2 separate regions of the Oryctolagus cuniculus genome follow, and region 2 is linked to region 1. A link is a contact called in public Micro-C data. All regions are on one chromosome and are shown on one strand. Each heading gives the region's core, a stretch centred on a gene start, on an enhancer-like site or on the middle of the called end of the contact. The rest is flanking DNA. Distances are from core to core; before and after follow the strand shown. Region 1 holds the start of ESYT2 (extended synaptotagmin 2). Region 2 holds the start of NCAPG2 (non-SMC condensin II complex subunit G2).

Region 1 (3,438 bases), core at 653-3,152:
ATCTAAAAGCTGTGCCATACCAGTTATTATGACTCTCCAAAATACTACCATTCAGAAATTCACCCTGCACTGACCGAATTTCAAGTCACACTCCTAACGCCCCTTAGCATTTTATTTGTATTCCAATTGCCACTTGTCATTACAAAGTGGCATCTACTATGTTCCTCTTGGTCTTGGGCATCACCGCTTTCTAATTTTTGTTTGTTTGCCATTTGCGTCACACGTTCCATGTCTTACATCACAAGTGTCTCATGACTGGAAACAGGGACCATTCTCCACGCCCTTTTCTCCGCTAAGCGCAAATGACCCTCCTGAAACGCACGGCTGGCCATCTTCCTAGACAAGTTTACCTCAAGCCTCACACGAGCATCATTTACCTTAAAATAAGCCCTACTCCCTGCACTCCGAGACTCTGAGAGCTCACAGCTAAGAACGAGGGAGGAGAAACAGAGGATGAAGCCGACTCCAAATACATTATGTAGAGAACTGCCCGAGGTAAAAATAAAACAATCAATACCATGACTCTTGTTAGTGCAGCTGCTCCAAAACTTCCTGTGACATAATTCAGCACGTCATTTTTAAATTCCATTTTTCCCACTAACTTTTAAAAAACATATAAAGTATCTTCATATACACATTCAGGTTGATCCTATATAAAAATGTTCAGTCTCACAACAGTACACGCCAGAAAAAAAGAAAATTTCAATTATTCTACTAGAGCCAATTTTTCGGGGGACGCTCCTACTCTTGGATTGTGTCAGGAACAACCAAGAAATGGATGTGTCTTCTCAGAGCAGAAGAAAAGATCAACCTCTCCCCCCGGCCAGCTGCCACCACGTGAGCGAAGGACACGCGGACCACTCCCGGGTCTGCAGCGGTGCCGGGAGAGGACACGCACGACCGCGCGGGTGGCTCCGCGCATACCAGAGGCGCGAGTCACGGCTCCCGCGCAGAGGGGCACAGCCAAATTAGGCAGCGCGCCCCGCAGGCGACCTGCTGCGGGAGCGGGGGTCTCCGGGGGGGGGGGGGCAGGGCAGGGTCAGCGAGGGGAGCGGCTGGGGCGGGGACCTGGGAGGACCCCGGGGTGGGCGGAGGGGCTGTCGGACAGCGATCGGGACCCCGGGACAGGAGCTGGTGGGCGGGGAGGCTTTGACAGCGATGCGGGAGACGGTGGCTGACTCAGACCGGGGGTCCACACGGCGCAGACCCCCGACTCGGGGCGGGGATCCCGGAAGCGTGGACCTAAGGAGCAGCGGCAGGGGTCCGGCCGGGGGCAGATCTCCGCCCCCCACTCCCCTGTACCTCGGCCCGAGTTTGGGGGGGCCAAGGGTCTGGGGGCGCGGGCCCCTGACTCCGGGAGGCTGCAGCTCGGACTCGGGCCGTGCGGACTCCGCCCGGGCAGGTGTCTACACCGGGTCCGGAGCCCCGGCTCCGGCCGGGCTGGGGCGGGGCCCGCGCGGCACTCACCCAGGCCGGCAGGTCGCAGGCGCGCACCCCCAGGCGCACGGCGCGCTCCTCGTCCTCCAGCAGCGCCAGCGCGCGGCACAGGCGGCTCGCCTTGAGGCCGCGGCTCCGGCGGCACCAGGCCAGCAGCCCCAGCGCCAGCAGCACCCAGCTGAAGCTCAAGCCCAGGTAGCCGAGCGCGTACACCGGCAGCAGCAGCGCGAAGCTGCGCGCCAGCTGCGCCAGCAGCCCCGGCACGTCCACGCTCAGGGCGCCGCCGGGAGGCTCGGCCGCCGGGCGATCGCCGGCCCGGCCAGCCCCGGCCTCCGGGCTCTCGTCCTGGGCGCCGCTCATCGCCGAGCCGAGCCGCGCCGCCCTCCCCGGCTGAGGCGGGAGCGCCGCTACCGCGCCAGCGCCCCTCTGAGGGGGGACGGCGGGCGCCGTCGCGAACACGCCCGCCCGCCCGGCGCTGGGTGGGCGGGGCGTGACGTCATCACGCCGGTGGGCGGGGCGCGGCTCCGCGGGCAGGAAGGCGCCCGCTACCTGGGGCGTCGCGCGAGTGGGCGGGGCCGACGTGTGCCGTCATCACGCGGAAGGAAAAGGGCGGGCTCCGCGAGGGGGCGGTGCCCTTCCCAGCCCGGCCATGGCGGGCGTGGCGGGCCGCTCCCTCGCACGCAGCTGGACCTCGGCGCCCGGCGGCCTGACAGTCTCGGGCTGTGTACTTTGAGGATGATAAAAACAGAAACTGGACAGCCTTCCCTGAGGGGAAGCGCGGGGCCGAGAAGCTACCGTGTTGTTCGTGCTGTATATTGCTTTTCGTTTTGCCAGTCCCTCAGCTAAGATTTGCAAAACCCGCGGCGGTACATAGGGCGCAAGGATGAAGAATGATGGAATGTTGGCTCAAATTCGCGGGGGGCTTGGGGGTCCCCTTTGAGATGCGCGACCCCAGCGCCGCGCCCCGCCACGGGAGACTGTGACTCAGCACTGGGGTCGGGCCTTCGCTTTCCTCTTAACTCACAGGAACACAACTATTGATCGCTTTTTCATTTTCCCAGTAAATTCCATCAGCGCAGTTACAGTTGTTTTGCATTATTCTTGAAGCCAAACACAGCACTAGCGGGGAACATCCTGTTCGAATGCTCTTGAGCTTATCTCGTGAATTCTGAGCAAATTTGGGGGCAACTGGGAAAAAAAATTTAAAAACCAGGCCATGGGAGGTACTGAATGAAGAAGACAAGTGCGGGGGTGTCTGTGCCTCCCCTCAACGTGTGCCTGCGTGATTGTGTGTGCGTCTGTGTGTGGGTGGATTATATCACGGGTGATACAGCCTCCGTGGCTCGGGAGTCGGAACCCACGCCAGGCAAGCGCAGGAAACCCAGCGGGAGAAGGAAGTGGTTAAAGTGCGATCAACCCCCTTCCCCACGCAACAGGTCAATGCTCTTAATGACGGTCTCATCTCATCCAAGGTCGCGTTTCAGTCATGTTGGATAACTGCCTTAACACAGGGAGGAGCGTGAGCTTGTCTTTTGCAGCCGTCGCTCCGAAGTGGAATCGCATCCTACAAAGCCGTGTGTCGGCACAAGGCACCTAAGGGATCCTGTATGGTCTGCGATCATGACTTGACCCAGGGACCCGGCGGGTAGAGTAGTCATTGCGTGGTAGTCAGCCCCCGCCTTGTCACTCCCCGCCGAACTCGGTGCCCGTCCCTGTCCAGTCGGACTCGGTTCTCTGCCAATATGTATGCCCCGAAGTCTCCTGCGGCTTCTTCGTGTCCCCTGTGTCCGTTCTTTGTGTAGACAGAACTCCAAGGACAGGTGCGGCTCTCTGGGAGGAAGTGGTGTTACTCTGAGCGCTGCAATGCACAGCGAGGAAGTCTCCGCCCTTGTAGTTTCAGAGAAAAGTGCTGCTTTTCTGCCCAACTCCAGTCCTCTCTGCTTCGTTTCAGATCTCAGTCCCTGACATCTGTGCACAGTGTCGCATGCAGGGCCAGGAATA
Region 2 (3,438 bases), core at 284-2,783, 140 kb before region 1:
AAGCACAACTTATTTTGGTTACTGAAAGTATTACCAACATAACGTTAATGACATGTTTTCATCAAGAAATCCGCGGGGCCCCAGGAAGCTCACCTTCTCGCCCTCTTTAGTGCCTTAGCAAGCCGCTGGTTCAGGCAGATTTGAGTCAATTCAACCAAAGAACGGGCTGATTCCAATTCTGAAGACTTCCTTTCTAAGGCATCATTCACCTCCATCAACAAAACCCCGGGCTTAGAGTCACTTGTTATTCCAAGTGAGAAGGAAAACAGCGCGGGGGGGGTCGCTGGGGAGCTCGTTAGTGCCCCGCCCTGGCAGGTCCTCGCATCCCGCAGGATAATGAGCGCCCAGGGGAAACTAAGTGAGCACGCTCCTCCCAGTCTGTTTCCCCAGCGAACCCCGGTTTACACGTGCGCCACCTGATGCTAACAGGTACCCCGCTAGAAAGACAAGCACCTAACGATGAAGCCACAGCCAATGAGGGTGCACCTGTGCAGCACAGGCCGTCCGCTTAAAAAATAAATAAAAATCGCCCGCGCTGGGATAATGACCGCTACGGATGGCACTAGGCGTCGTCACAACCCGGAACCCTAGATCTTCGTGTCCACGCAGAAACTCGCGACCCCCCACGTCACCACCCCCCGGGGAGCGCTGACCAGCACGGCCACGCACACACCGGGGCGCGGCAAGGCTGCCCGCTCTGCTTCCGCCCAACCCCGGCCGCTGCCGTCCGCTCCAGGCCCAGGCGCGATGCAGGGCGCCGGGCTGACCGCCCCGCTTCCCACTCCCGCGGTAACGGCCGCAGCGTCTGACCACGAACTGTTCAACTTACACTCAGTCCACGCCTCAGCACGGCGTCCCTTTAGGTTTCCTGCACCATCTGGGCAAAAGACCTGGCCCGTGCGGCCCGAGTGCAACTCCCAAGGGGAGCGCTCATCGCATCGCCCGGCTGTCCGTCTCCGGGGGGCAAGCCTGCAACTGCGTCAAGACGAGCGTCAGAAAGCTGTCGAGTTCCCCAGACCCGCTCCTCACGGAGGCACCGAACCCAGCCCCGGGCACTGCTACCGCGCAGGACTTGGCGCAGGAGGGGGTCCAGGGCTTGGGGGGCTCCGCTCCGGGACCAGGGCCGGGAGGTCCTCTCTCAGGCCAGGACCTCCGGGGGTCAGCCGAGTCCAGGGCTCGGGGTCCCCCCGCCCCACCCCGAGGCGGACAGCACAGTCCGGCTGCGCTGGCCGGGGCGCTGGCCGCAGCCTCCGTTCCCGTCAGAGCCGCTGGCGGCCCACGGGCTAAGTCAAACCCCGACTCCACCAGGCGGAGCCCGCCCGCCCGAACCCAGCTGTTCCCGCGGCCCCTACTTCGAAGCCGATCCCGCTCCGCAACCTCGGCGCTCACCAAGTCCCCGGGACCCGCCGTTTCCCGCGCTCGGAACAGATTCAAACGCACCCGCCGGCGCCCGCGACGGCTCCCGCCCTCCCGTGCGTCATCAAGCGCCGCTCTCGCGATAGCTGGAACGCCCGCCCATCCGCTCCCAGAGCAGCACGACTCCGCGAGCCACGCTCCCACGCCCCACCCCCGGGGCGGAGCCTCGGGCCGTCCCGCCCAGGCTTCCAGGCGCGCACGCGCGGCGCGCCTGCGCTGACGTCACCGCGCGGGTGGAGCCCGGCCGCCCTGCGTCCGAGGGGCGCGGTGCGAGCGCCCAGAAGACGCTGTGGCCAAGAGGTGGAGCAGCCGGAAGACGGCGAATCGCGCGTCAGGGCCGCGGCCGTGGGCGCCGCCCTACGCGGTGGGTCCTGACCCCGTGGGTCCGCTATCTGGCGCGGGAGGGGGCCCTGGCGGTGGCCAGTTAATGCCCAAAACCCTGCTGACCGCTCACCAACTTTAAATCTTTTGTCAGCTAATTATTTATTTATTATTTTTATTATTATTTTATTATTTATTTATTATTTTTGCATTTCCAGACTTTTTTTTTTAATGCAGCCACTTGGACTCCTTCGCTTTCTCAGTTTTTAGGAATTTATTTAAAAAAACTCATGTAGATACGTTTGTGGTGCTTGTTCCCCTCGTTCGGAGACATTTTGCGGTGGTTTATAATGAAAGCTTTATCAGTGGGTTGAATTCTCTTTCAGACGGTGACCAGCTGTCCATTTCAATCACTAGGTGCACGAAAAACGTCCTCGAAATAACCCCATTAGGGCCTGCGTGGGGCGCGGGAGTCCCTGGTCCCGAATGCTAGTGCCTGTTTTGTCCCGGTTCTGGTCCCAGCTGCTCCGCTGCCTGACCCAGCGCCCTGCGCACAGGCTGGGGAGGCGGCAGATGCCGGCTCAGGCGCCCGGGTGATGCCACCCTCCGGGAGAGGATGGAGGGGGTGCCGGCTCAGGTGCCCCGGTGCCTGCCACCCACAGGGAGACGATGGAGGGGGTGCCGGCTCAGGTGCCCGGGTGCCTGCTGCCCACAGGGAGAAGATGGAGGGGTGCCGGCTCAGGTGCCCGGGTGATGCCACCCACAGGGAGACGATGGAGGGGGTGCCGGCTCAGGTGCCCGGGTGATGCCGCCCACAGGGAGAGGATGGAGGGGGTGCCAGCTCAGGTGCCCGGGTGCCTGCCACCCACAGGGAGACGATGGAGGGGGTGCCGGCCCAGGTGCCCCGGTGCCTGCCACCCACAGGGAGAAGATGGAGGGGTGCCGGCTCAGGTGCCCGGGTGATGCCACCCACAGGGAGACGATGGAGGGGGTGCCGGCTCAGGTGCCCAGGTGATGCCACCCACAGGGAGAGGATGGAGCGGTGCCGGCTCAGGTGCCCGGGTGCCTTCCGCCCACAGGGAGAGGATGGAGGGGTGCCGGCTCAGGTGCCCGGGTGATGCCACCCTCCGGGAGACGATGGAGGGGGTGCCAGCTCAGGTGCCTGGGTCCATGAATGGGATGTCCAGGCTTGGCCTGGGCCTGGCCCAGACCTGGCCGTTCCAGCCATTTGGGGAGTGAACTGGCAGATGGAAGACCTCTTTCTCTCCCCGCCCCTTTGTAATTCTGTGTTTCAGAATCTTTAAGAATAACGATAAGCCAGATGCTTAGTGCAAGCCGTCCTATCAAGCCAGTTAGCCTAATCAGAATTTATCAACTGATAATAACGTCTGGACGAATCTAAACTACTAAAAAAGATGAATAATATATTTCTGTGGTTTGAAGGTGGCCCCTTCCAAAATTCAGGTGTTGCCGATGTGATAGGAGGAGGAGGAGGGGTCCCTGAGAGGTGATGAGGCCACACTTGAAATGCCTAAGTGGCTTCAAAGTCCCAGTGAGACTGAAGAACCACTGCTGGTGAAAACAATGCAAGCCACTGTGTGACTGTAAATTTCTAGTAGCCACATTAGAAAAAGTAAAAACAAGTAGGTGAAAGATTTATATTTAACCCAATATAGCAAAAATGGCATTTCAGGGCCAGCG

The links. A called contact is a pair of places that touch in the nucleus more often than the background predicts.
Region 2: a contact with region 1 is called in a Micro-C map of ear pinna, with 4 times the contacts expected there. The contact joins the promoter of NCAPG2 here to the promoter of ESYT2 in region 1. A contact is called at or near these places in 3 of 6 Hi-C or Micro-C datasets (ear pinna, skin fibroblasts and an unstated tissue).

What each region holds. Positions count from the first base shown.
Region 1 is chr7:9,571,257-9,574,694 of mOryCun1.1, reverse strand. It overlaps ESYT2 (extended synaptotagmin 2), which reads right to left and starts at 1,902. Exons shown (of 24, transcript XM_051857038.2): 1 at 1,468-1,902. The coding sequence starts at 1,797.
Region 2 is chr7:9,708,306-9,711,743 of mOryCun1.1, reverse strand. It overlaps NCAPG2 (non-SMC condensin II complex subunit G2), which reads right to left and starts at 1,533. Exons shown (of 29, transcript XM_051857033.2): 1 at 1,390-1,533; 2 at 830-975.